Regions from separate parts of the Anser cygnoides genome. Here region 1 is linked to region 2. The links are chromatin contacts, called in public Hi-C maps. All regions are on one chromosome and are shown on one strand. Each heading gives the region's core, a stretch centred on a gene start, on an enhancer-like site or on the middle of the called end of the contact. The rest is flanking DNA. Distances are from core to core; before and after follow the strand shown.

What was found. A called contact is a pair of places that touch in the nucleus more often than the background predicts.
Region 1: a Hi-C map of liver shows a contact between it and region 2, with 5 times the contacts expected there. The contact joins two enhancer-like sites. A contact is called at or near these places in 2 of 7 Hi-C or Micro-C datasets (both in liver).

What each region holds. Positions count from the first base shown.
Region 1 is chr7:27,996,412-28,001,573 of Taihu_goose_T2T_genome, forward strand. The region is part of intron 5 of CABCOCO1 (ciliary associated calcium binding coiled-coil 1); the gene reads right to left. Among named protein-coding and RNA genes, the nearest start is that of CABCOCO1, 23 kb to the right of the region's middle. Within about 2 kb of position 3,545, at least 2 of the 3 cell types and tissues checked have open chromatin away from gene starts, as enhancers often do. A contact at or near this core is called in liver, where this site is marked.
Region 2 is chr7:27,805,558-27,810,865 of Taihu_goose_T2T_genome, forward strand. It overlaps ARID5B (AT-rich interaction domain 5B), which reads right to left. Exons shown (of 10, transcript XM_067001097.1): 10 at 1,630-5,308. The coding sequence ends at 5,291. Among named protein-coding and RNA genes, the nearest start is that of ARID5B, 120 kb to the right of the region's middle. Within about 2 kb of position 2,099, at least 1 of the 3 cell types and tissues checked has open chromatin away from gene starts, as enhancers often do. A contact at or near this core is called in liver, where this site is marked.

The sequences.
Region 1 (5,162 bases), core at 2,295-4,794, 190 kb after region 2:
CTTAAGCAAATAATTTAAAAAGCATTTTGTCAATCATTCTCTAAAGCAAGATTTGCAAAAGTACTCAGCACCATGAATTCCACAAACTCTCTAGAGCTCTCACTGGCTTTTAGGGAAGCACGGTTCAGCTACCTGAACACAGGCATGTTAAGATAGCTATAGAAAACCACCAGCATGCAACCTATATCGAAACACAGCTGTTAAAGGTCAGAATATCCCCACTATGGGTAACTGAGTATAGCAAAGAGTCTTTGTAAACCAAAGCAGGTTTCTAACGTGCAAGATATGCTTAAAATATTTCTAGTAATAATGCATACAATCCCAATAGACTCCACTTTTCATTCAGTCTAATCATAAGCCCTTCACGATCCCTCTAGTTATAGCCATAGCAAACTTCAAGATCAAAGGACCAAATCTCAGTTATTTTTGTCACCAAAAACCACTGGCTCTCCAGCTGCTTACTTCAGTAATCAGGTCTTTGGGACTACACACTTCTGTAGAGGACATCAAAAATTTTCCTTCAGACATCAAAAGCCCAAGTACCAGTTTGCTAGTTTTAAACATTCATAATTGTGAAATAATGAAGCTGCTCCTGAAGCTGTAGTTTTGATCTTCATAGTAGTAAAAGCTTGAGGACCACGTTATGAAGGAAAAAATAAGTAAGGACATAGAAATTAAAGAAAAATGGCATAAAACACAACATTGGTTTATCAAAGATACGTGATGCCAGACTAATTTCATAGTTTACTTAATAAGATAACCAATTTTCTAGACAAAAGGAACATGAGAGACATGATCAATGCATGAGAGGACAAGAATATCACACAGAAGGGACTGAGTGACCTTGAAGAATATTCACTCTTGTATTTAACAACAGACTGTTTGGTGACATTGTTGGGACACAATTTTTAAAAATCTGTAGTGCGCTGAGAGTAGCTCAAACAGGAAAAAAAAAAAAAAAAAGGTAAGAAAGGAGAGCCAGAACAGCAGATCTACAAGACAGCTACATGATACAGGTGTGAAATGTGGACTGATTCTAGGACCTATCATGCAGATTATTCCCAAAGAGAAAAAGAAAGCAGTATGTCATTGTACAGGGCCTTGCTTTTATCTCAACAACAACACTGTGCCATTCAGTCACTTATGTTCAAACAAAACTAACTTAAAGTGGAATAATTACAAAAAACAACCAACAGGATGACTAAAGGCTACTATGTATGTAAGAATCTATATATCAAAAGCCTATCATAAAAGCAGAGATTAGAGAAGACGGGCTTTTCTAATTTAGCTAAATGAAGGCTGACAATAAGATTGCTGTCTCTTTATATGCTAGAAAAATAAATACTGGGAATGGAATAATAACTAAAGGTCAATACTGGCACAAATTGGCACATGGACAAGTGCACATAAGCTTGCTGTGAATACACTTAGCCTGGAAATTTGAAGTTTTTATAACCATTACAGAAATCAGGCTCCAGGGCAGCTTTCTAACTGGAATAACAGAGGCAAAAAAGTTAACTTCTTAGGCTTGAGCTTGACAAGTTTCCGAAGAGGATTATACATGCTTGCCTATGAGAAGGCAGCACTAGACCTGACAAGTAAAGAGGTCCCTTCCAGTCCTATGCTCTTAATTTCCTTCAAAGTAGTCTTGTCTTTGCCATGGTGATATTTACAAAACAAAGCTACAGAAAATCAATTCAGTGGTTTTTAAGCATTACAAATATTTGAAATCTTCAAACTTTGAAAAACATGCACTCCATTAGTTGAGGAATGTGTCTCTCTAGTGTGAACTGATATGCTTACAGAAATGTTCTGGTTTCATACATTCTTGAAATGCAATTTTCAAAAAATTGTTGAGCAAATTTGTTTTAAAAATGATTGATTAACCTATCTTAGTGTGCAACACCTAATGAGGATTACATATCAAAGTGAAGTCCCAGACTTCAGGACTTTTGCCATCAAGAAAGGCTTATTAGCTTTCAGATAGTGTACTTTTTCTATGCACTCTCTTAAATTCAAAACACAGAAGAGATTTTATTCAGACTTAAAGCAAGAAACCACCACCACCAACAACAAAAGACTAAACAAAAACAACCACCCACACTTGGATAAATACCAGACATAGTCTGAAAGCTTAATGTTTCAAAAAGTAAGGAGTACATGGAAAGACAGCATTAATGGAAACTGGAACTCTAAGTAGGGGATGATATCTAGTGACTGCTATAACACTGAATCTGCACTGTCATTAAACTTAATCTTTGATATTTTTATTGCAACCTGACCTACTATGACATCTCTAAAGAAAATTACATTGTACACTACTACTTCAAGAAGTCAAACTTAGCTAGTCATCTGGGCCATAAAGTAGCAGATTACTCCATCAGGCTGGCTAAAGCAACTAGGAATAAAACTAGATTTACCAACCACATTATTTTTATTAGGAAATGTTTCAAAGCAGACATAATCCCAGAAGACATTAGCCTCATTCCATCCAAAAATACACAACACAGTGCAGCAAAAAACATGAACTACAGTAGAAGGTACAATTTTTAAATCTGGAAAAAAAAAGTACTGCAATATATCATCCTATCAAAGCAAAATAAATTAGCTGACCATAGAAATAGAAAATAATAAAAACTTCTACACAATTCCTGTATTAACTAATTAAACCTTTTTTTATAAGATCTGACATGTTAATAGGAATTGCTCCACTGAATCCCTGCACATCAAGATTTGGTGTGTACTCCATTTGCTTTCTTTGAATTTGCAGGCATGCTAGGTGTACTAACCCACAGCTAGAGGGCAAAACCTCCAGAATGGGCAAAAGGTAAAAGCAGTATCTTTAACAACAGCATTCTTGAAGAACTCTGGTATGTTAGCCCTACATGCATTTTATTTTGGTTCATGGCCACAGTCCAGATAAAGCACTGTTTCTTCTGCAGTTCTTCTAGATGTTTAGAAGTGCTCAGAACAGTAACAAAACAAACAAACAAAACAAAACAAAAAGCAATGAATTTACTTGGCAATCTTAACGCTTCTCAGTAATTCCTTGTACCTTGTACTTACTGTGTTTTCTAACAGGTATTTGCACGTATGTAATATATAGGTTTTTGTAGATCTGCAGTGAAGGAGAAGTAAAGGATTTGATAGCTGGAAAGGTAAGTTTTAAATTTTAAAGACTGCCAAACTAGGTTAGATTTATGATGTATGTTTTATCATCTAACCAAGCATTCATGTCTTTCAGCGTTAACCTTTTTTTTTTTTTTCCTAGGCAATATGATCACCTCAGGCAGTTTGATTTACAGGCTTTAGCTGATGCAAAAATACATTTAAATTAGCCAGTCGTTTGTTCCTTTTTTTTTAAAGACTTAAATGCTGTCTATATTTTACAAAGTTGTTTCTATCATGCTAGCTGCATTAAAACCCAGAATATTAATCAGATTGTGAAGCTCCACTAATTATGTGCTATATTTAAGTAACTTAGATTTTGTTAAGTGGCATGCAGATATTGTATGCATAATCTAACTCAGTTTTGAGTCATTTCCCTTTTCTTGTCTGATTTTATTTTACACAGGAAATGACAGGGTCATTTGGAAATAAATGCACTGAAAGATCAAAAAGGAAATCTGATTGAGAATGCTGTATAATTGCCCTCACTAGAGAAAAAATAAAATCCAATGGGTGTATAATCCATTGCTATAAGTTTTATCTGGAAAACACATACCATGGCTTCTCTAAAGGATATCCAATACAGCAGTAACTATTGCTTTTATTTGTCGCAGCTGAATCTCTGCTAAAGAAGAGGCTGCTGGACTTTTGTTCAGTAGGTGATACCTTCAGCACACGTGAAGCACAAATTTACTCAGTGAGCTAAAGCAAGCCATTTCAGTTAAAGCAAATAATTTCATTGATTTGTCCAAAAGTCTTTATTTGCAAAATAAGATAATACTGTGATTAAGCTCTTAGAATGCCATGGTTCTTCTTATTTGGGCAAACCTGGTCATTACATTTTACAGTCTCTCATTCCAAAAGAACAGCTTTCATCAATGAAGCTAATAGAAAACTTTTTACACAATAGCAACAGTGTGCTTGGGAGTAAGGATCGCATCTAGCTGTTGGCCATGGTGTATCTACAGTGGCTTTATTTTTTATTATTTATTTATTTTAAAGACAGTAATCTACACAGCGAAACAACAGTCAACCTTTCATCCCAGATTTATCATCTACTTTTAGTGCACAGATTTCCCAGACGATCTCCAGCCCCCTTCTGCTCCCTGAGCACATGCACTGCAGGGCATGTGACTCCAGGCATGCTCCTGCCATAGGCATACACATCGAACCACATCTGCCCCTTTAGCTTGTCAGGGTTTGACCTGTTCATCTAAGGGACTGCAAACACAGAAGGGTAATGCTCTCCTTTACGGATAAGCATTTCTAAATATAACAAAGCTGTAAGCTAGAGAACTTGACGTCTGTGCTGGGCTCACCTCTCATCACATTTTACAAATCAAGCAAACACAGAGAATGCCATAAATTTGTATGTATAGTTTCAAAGTGTTAAACTAACTTATTGAAGAACAATATATCACCCTATCAAAATAAACTCTGCACGAATACAAGTATTGATCTTCTCGGGTATTACACTGTGGTTGGACAAATGTGGTTGGAGTCTCTGTCATGGGACTTAGAATACAAAACAGATGAATTAAACCAAACTGGCGCATAGGTAAGAAATGTCTGTAAGAGAGTTGCAGCTAAAAATTACCGTGAAGGTTTTTATGACAGTTTTATTGTAAATCGCACATGTTCCTTTGATGGATTAACACCGAAGTAATTCACAGAAATATGTTTCTGCCATTCCCTAGTGCAGGTAGATGGTACAGGTGGTACTCCCTAGCACACAAACCATGCAGAGCAGCTGCTTTTCCTTGGCTGTGAAACTGTAGCATTTTACGCTGATCTTAGACATCCAGAAATAGGTTTCAAGAAAACACAAAGTCATTTATTTTAAGCTAATCTGCAACTGATATATTAACCAAATTTACACAAGAAATTATTTAATTAAAGCCTCATTAAAAATGATTTTACCAATTAGAAAGCTCTAGCCAACCACTGATCTCATTAGCTAATATGAAAACCACAACAACAGTGTGATGCTGAAG
Region 2 (5,308 bases), core at 849-3,348:
ACAGAAGTGGAGGGGAGAAGATGTTTGCTGGGGGGGGGGTCCCATCTTTTCCCATAGTTTCACAGTTGGTGTGGAGATGGCACATAGGACATGGCTATTTACTCTTTGTTACAAAATGTGAAAAAACAAGTAACTCAGAAAATTATCCGTTAAACCAGAGAAAGGTTTGTTCTGCTGGCTCACACACGCTGCATACCGAAACCGTGGCCATCACTGCACAGCCTGCTCTGAACAATGATTGAACAAGGAGTCAGACATCAAAAGAGAGAGGAGATCTGCCAAGGGCATTAAACACAGGCTGACTGCTCACTGGCTCGGGCAGCACCTGGTTGGGACGCTGCAGCTGGGCCAGGCCATGGGTGCCTGGTCAGTCCCTTCACCGAGAGGCAGTGCAGGGCTGCCCACTGCCGTGGTGCAGGGCTCTGGGTGGCCGTCACCCAGGTGTCCCCCGGGCAAACCCAGATGATGCTTGACGTAGCTCCACAGTGCCCAATGGCACTACGGTGCTTCACGTGTGCTGAAAGTCTGCCTTTTCTCCCAGCTGGTATTTCCCCTCATTTCCCCGCATGCACAAGAGTTGCTTTTTTTGTGACTTTCCCTCAACCACAGCACGTATCTGGAAGCCTCATCTAACGGTGACATCAGCCTGCTCTCTGCTTGCCCGCCTGAAGCACAGTTAGGGGAGCATCCCCCACCATGCACATCCCCACAGGCTGGGCACCCCGTACCGTAACTGCATACGAGACAAAACCCATGGCTTGGGGATGTTGAGTGGGAAATTGCTGCTCAAGTGCCAGCTCTCACTAGGGCTGCAAATGGCCTCACCCAGAGGTGGGAGCACAAAGCAGCAGCCACCTCTGGCACCACCATGGCAGGCGCACAGCTCTCGGGACCCCTAGGAAGGGGATGGCTCCCCCACGCTCCCCAGGACCACAGTGCTAAGCCACAACCTAGGACTGCAGGGCACATCTGCCCCTGCTGCTGAGGTGCGTGGGGCAGCAATGGCACATTCCTGAAATACTGCCAATGAAATTATTTTTCTGGCTACAGAGGACAGGAGCGTACCAGTGCTCTGACCATGCTTGCTGCACCACAGCTTTCTCAAAGGGCCGCCAAGTTAAGGGGGGGTGTTGGACCCAATAACCAACAGAATGTGAATTAATTTTACTTGATGGCTGCTTACTGTCATCAACAAAATCACCAGTTAGCGTCCGACTCCAAAATCTTGCTCTTGGTGGTAGTGGGAAGAACAGAAGGTCATTTTCAGGCCCCAGTTTGAGCCTGCCATACCAGCGGGAAGAAGTCCTGCTCTAAGACGCAAATGGAGCAAATTTGCTAGCAAAGCCACTGGCTAAGCATGAATGTCATCCCATCCAAAGCTGTGACTGCAGTCAGCATAACCACGACACACTTTAATGTGAGCACACTGCGAAAATAGAGGGGCACTGAAGATCTTGTCTCTTCCTCCTCTTGGAAATTGCAAACTTCCATTTCTTTAATCTAATCATTTGCAGGAGGGGATATTTTCTCTTGAAAAGCCAATAGAAGAGGGCTGAAAGGTCGGATGGGATAATATGTAACCCATTGTGATAAGGGCTGTTTACAGAATTATTAATCAAACACAAAAGGGAACAGATAGTAACATTTTTTATTAAATATTACAGTGGATCAAAAAGTACAAAATATCTTTTGCCTGCTATGTGATTGGGAAACTATTGGCACATAATACAGTATCAAAAGCATTAATAAGTACAATTTGGAAAACATACAAAAATTGAGTGTTTATAGTTGGCTCAGCTTTATTTCTGGTAGTGTTTAAACTAACGCAAAGGTTACTCAATAACCTTTTAAATGGGAAACTATATAATATTACTGGGCCATTTTTATATATACAAATCATCACCTTACAGAGCATATAGGCTACATAACTTGAATCACAAAAAGTATACAATATTTACAACAAAAGAAAGTTAAAAAAGTATAAACAGCTAGTAGATTATGCTGCCATTATTAGAACATATTTAAAACTATGGGGCCAGGGAAGGAGGGGAGGAGGAGGAAGAGAACAAGTGAAGTATCGACCACGTTTACAGCAAACACCATAGTAAGTGCTCATGGAAACAGTTCCAATGCCGTGGGCCTCACACCAGCGCAGGAATTCCCAGGAATTCTCACTAAAATGTGACAACTGTCCGATCGGCCCCGATGCTGCCTGGTTGACCACTGCAGCGCCAAGGAGCATCCTGGTGTGCCCCAAAAGCTCCCGACACCGCTGCCACGTGCTGCCGCCTTGTCCCGAACTGGAACAAACTACTTCCCATGCATGGGTATACCAGGCAAACACTTCACGTTGCCAAGACAGACTTGCAAAAACGCCGTCCTCGCACACCTCGGCCCTTGCTAGGAGTGCACTGCACTGACAAGTGCTACTGCTGATGTGCTTCGTGAAGTCAGGCTCAGCCTGCAGCCAAAAGGCACGCGTGAGCCGTTGCTGCTGAGCCGTTACAACCTTTAGCATCCCTATTGAATCCTGGACATAGTGTGTTCAGCTTGCAACATTTCTTGGAACTGGCTCTTGGTAAATAGATTTATGACTCTATTGCCAATTAGATTCCACAGTTTCCTTTACAAACCTAGCAATAACAATGGTTTGATTGCACAAAGACAGGCTTGTGCAATTTCATTCAATAATAAGGCCCCTTGAACTCAAACAATGCAAACAAAGCCCTATTTAAGACATTAAAAAAAAAAAGACTTTTCAGCCCATGGAGAATTCAATAGCCTTTCAAAAGATTTCCAAGATTTCTCTTAAGAGTTTTTAAACAAATAACACACCACTTCTGTTGGGGGTTTACACTACCATTTCTTTTTATTTGTCCTGAGGTTTTGCCCATCATATGATGAGCCTCCCCAGACTGAAGGGGCCAGTGTCCTCCTAGGGCAAGTGAGGAGCCTCCCTCCCCGCTCACCTTCCCCCTGCCCCGCATGGTGTTAACTCTGCTTCACAAAGGCTATGATCAAACTCCAACGCGACACAATCAAAAGGGAAAGCGGACACTTTGCGTAAACAAATGCACAAATCCAGGACACACGTTTTAACCTAAACAAGAAACGCTTGCTTTGCCAAACACACAAGCTCCTAGTTGTGTTTGCTGTAGATTCTCATATTCTCTGTCCCCCCACCCTCCTTCCCCCCACCCATCCCCAAACCCCTGATTCTCACGATTCAGATCTAGTGCAACTTTACTAGAGATGTCCTCAACATTATGGCCTCTGCCCAGCTGAGCCTGCGGTTTTGTTCCTGTATGATCTGTGGAGCAGCAGGATGCTCTGCATTGGCACATCCATGTTCTAAGTTCTACTAGTCTGTTTATCGATCAATTAAATATAGTTTTACCACAGGAATATAAAGTATTTAATTGAAGAAGCTGGATCTTTAACAGTAGATGAGTATATTATTCTGGTTTCCACCTTTGGATATTAACTATGATACATTATATATTGTATTTGGCTTCATATCACGGGAAAATTTAATGACATGCCTAGCATGCAAAGTGTTTCTTAGTAGTTTCCATTTTTGTTTTCGTATCGATTATGCTGTCTTTGAACAATAACTGAGATGGTTTGAATCACAACCAATTTTCACATTGTAAAAAGCCTCCAAGCCACACTTCTCTTTATCGATGTCTACGCTCAGCTGCATGGTGGTGACGTCCTTCAATGTGAACATGCATCCACAGGAAAGCTCTTTCGTTATCAAAACCCAGCCCCTCTGCTCCTGGCTTCCGCTCTGCGGAGGATGCCCAAGGAGGGCTGCGGTGCCCGTGGGGTGTGGAAGGACTGTCCCAGCAGGCGCCAGCTCCGTTGCCACCTCAGGGGCTGGATGCCACCAGCAGAGACCCAGCCCGCGGGCGCTGGCTGCGCTCATCAGTGGGGAGGCTGGGGCTGGTGGGGCAACCACTGCACACAACCCCAACCCATCCCACCGAGCTTGGCCCATGGCACGGGACCCGGCCACCTCTGGTTCAAACCAGCACGGGCTCCTGTCCTAATTTCTGAAATTCTTGACATTCTTGCAAACCACAAATCCGTTTTCTGGACCCCTCTGCCATCCAGCAGCTCGTGTCAGTGAGGTTTTGTTTTCTAGATCTGGTACACAGGAGGGTTTCACAGCCTAGGTAAGGTAAGTGCGACTCTTGACAAATTCACGGACCACGATACGGGAAAGCAAAGCTCGGTGGGAGGGGGAAAGCAGCGCGTGAGCCACCGCAACAGTACGAGGAGAGCGGGAGGTGCTCAGCACCCTGCAGGACTGGACCATAGGGAAAGGAACCTTGCTTGCGTCCTTGCACCATAATATTACCTACAGTATGTTTATATCCGTTAAAATGAATCTGAACCAGTTGCTTCAGTTTGTAAACAGTAAACGTTACCACAAAAATAAAACAAAAATGCTGCTCCAAGTATGAAGAAACTGGAAAAATTACAAACACATAAAAAAAATTAGGACAGCCACAGCCTTTAAAAAAAGTTGCAGATAAAATGATACTGTTTAATTTAAAAAAAAAAGAAAAACAAAAACAAGAAATGAACATAAAGAGCACAGAATATACTGGACAAACAAAACTATATAAATTATTGTGACCAAATGTGACACTGGTAGTTTACGAAGTGGATATGTACAGTCAAATTAAACAGTGTTTACCCTTCTGTTCTAATAGTGTTAAAATGAAAAATCTATTGCCGTTTTACTATACATTGCATTGATTGAATCTTTAAAAGTCAGGAAAAGTTACCCAAAAAAGCACATCCAATGATTGTGTGGATTCTCGGCCCTCTTCTCCTTGCCAGGTTCATCTCGAGTCCTTGACTCATTTGCAACAACGCTCAGCCTCTGGTCCCTGGCTCAATGAAAAGCAAATGTAAATGTCACCTCTCATTTCAATGAGCTCAGGACTGGGCCTGCATTTCCACGGCTCCCTTTGAACATTTGCTCTTACCATACACAAGTCCTTTGAAAACACATATGCAAAATCCAAAGACTTTTTTTGTGTGTTTGTGTGTTGTTGTTTTGCCAGGGCAGGGGTGAGGGGAGAGGGGGCTGACGTGGAGCCAGAATTAAAGAAGCAGTCCTGTCTTGATCACACTCTGAAGCTTTCCGCTATGTGGGATACGACTGCATCCTGGTTGACAAAAATACAGATTGCTAAATCTGCAAGACATCGTCACAGGGGAAGGAATGTCGCTAACTGAACTTGTTTTCTCAAACTTTTTTTTCAAGTGAGGGGGTTTACAGTTTTGTGCTGGG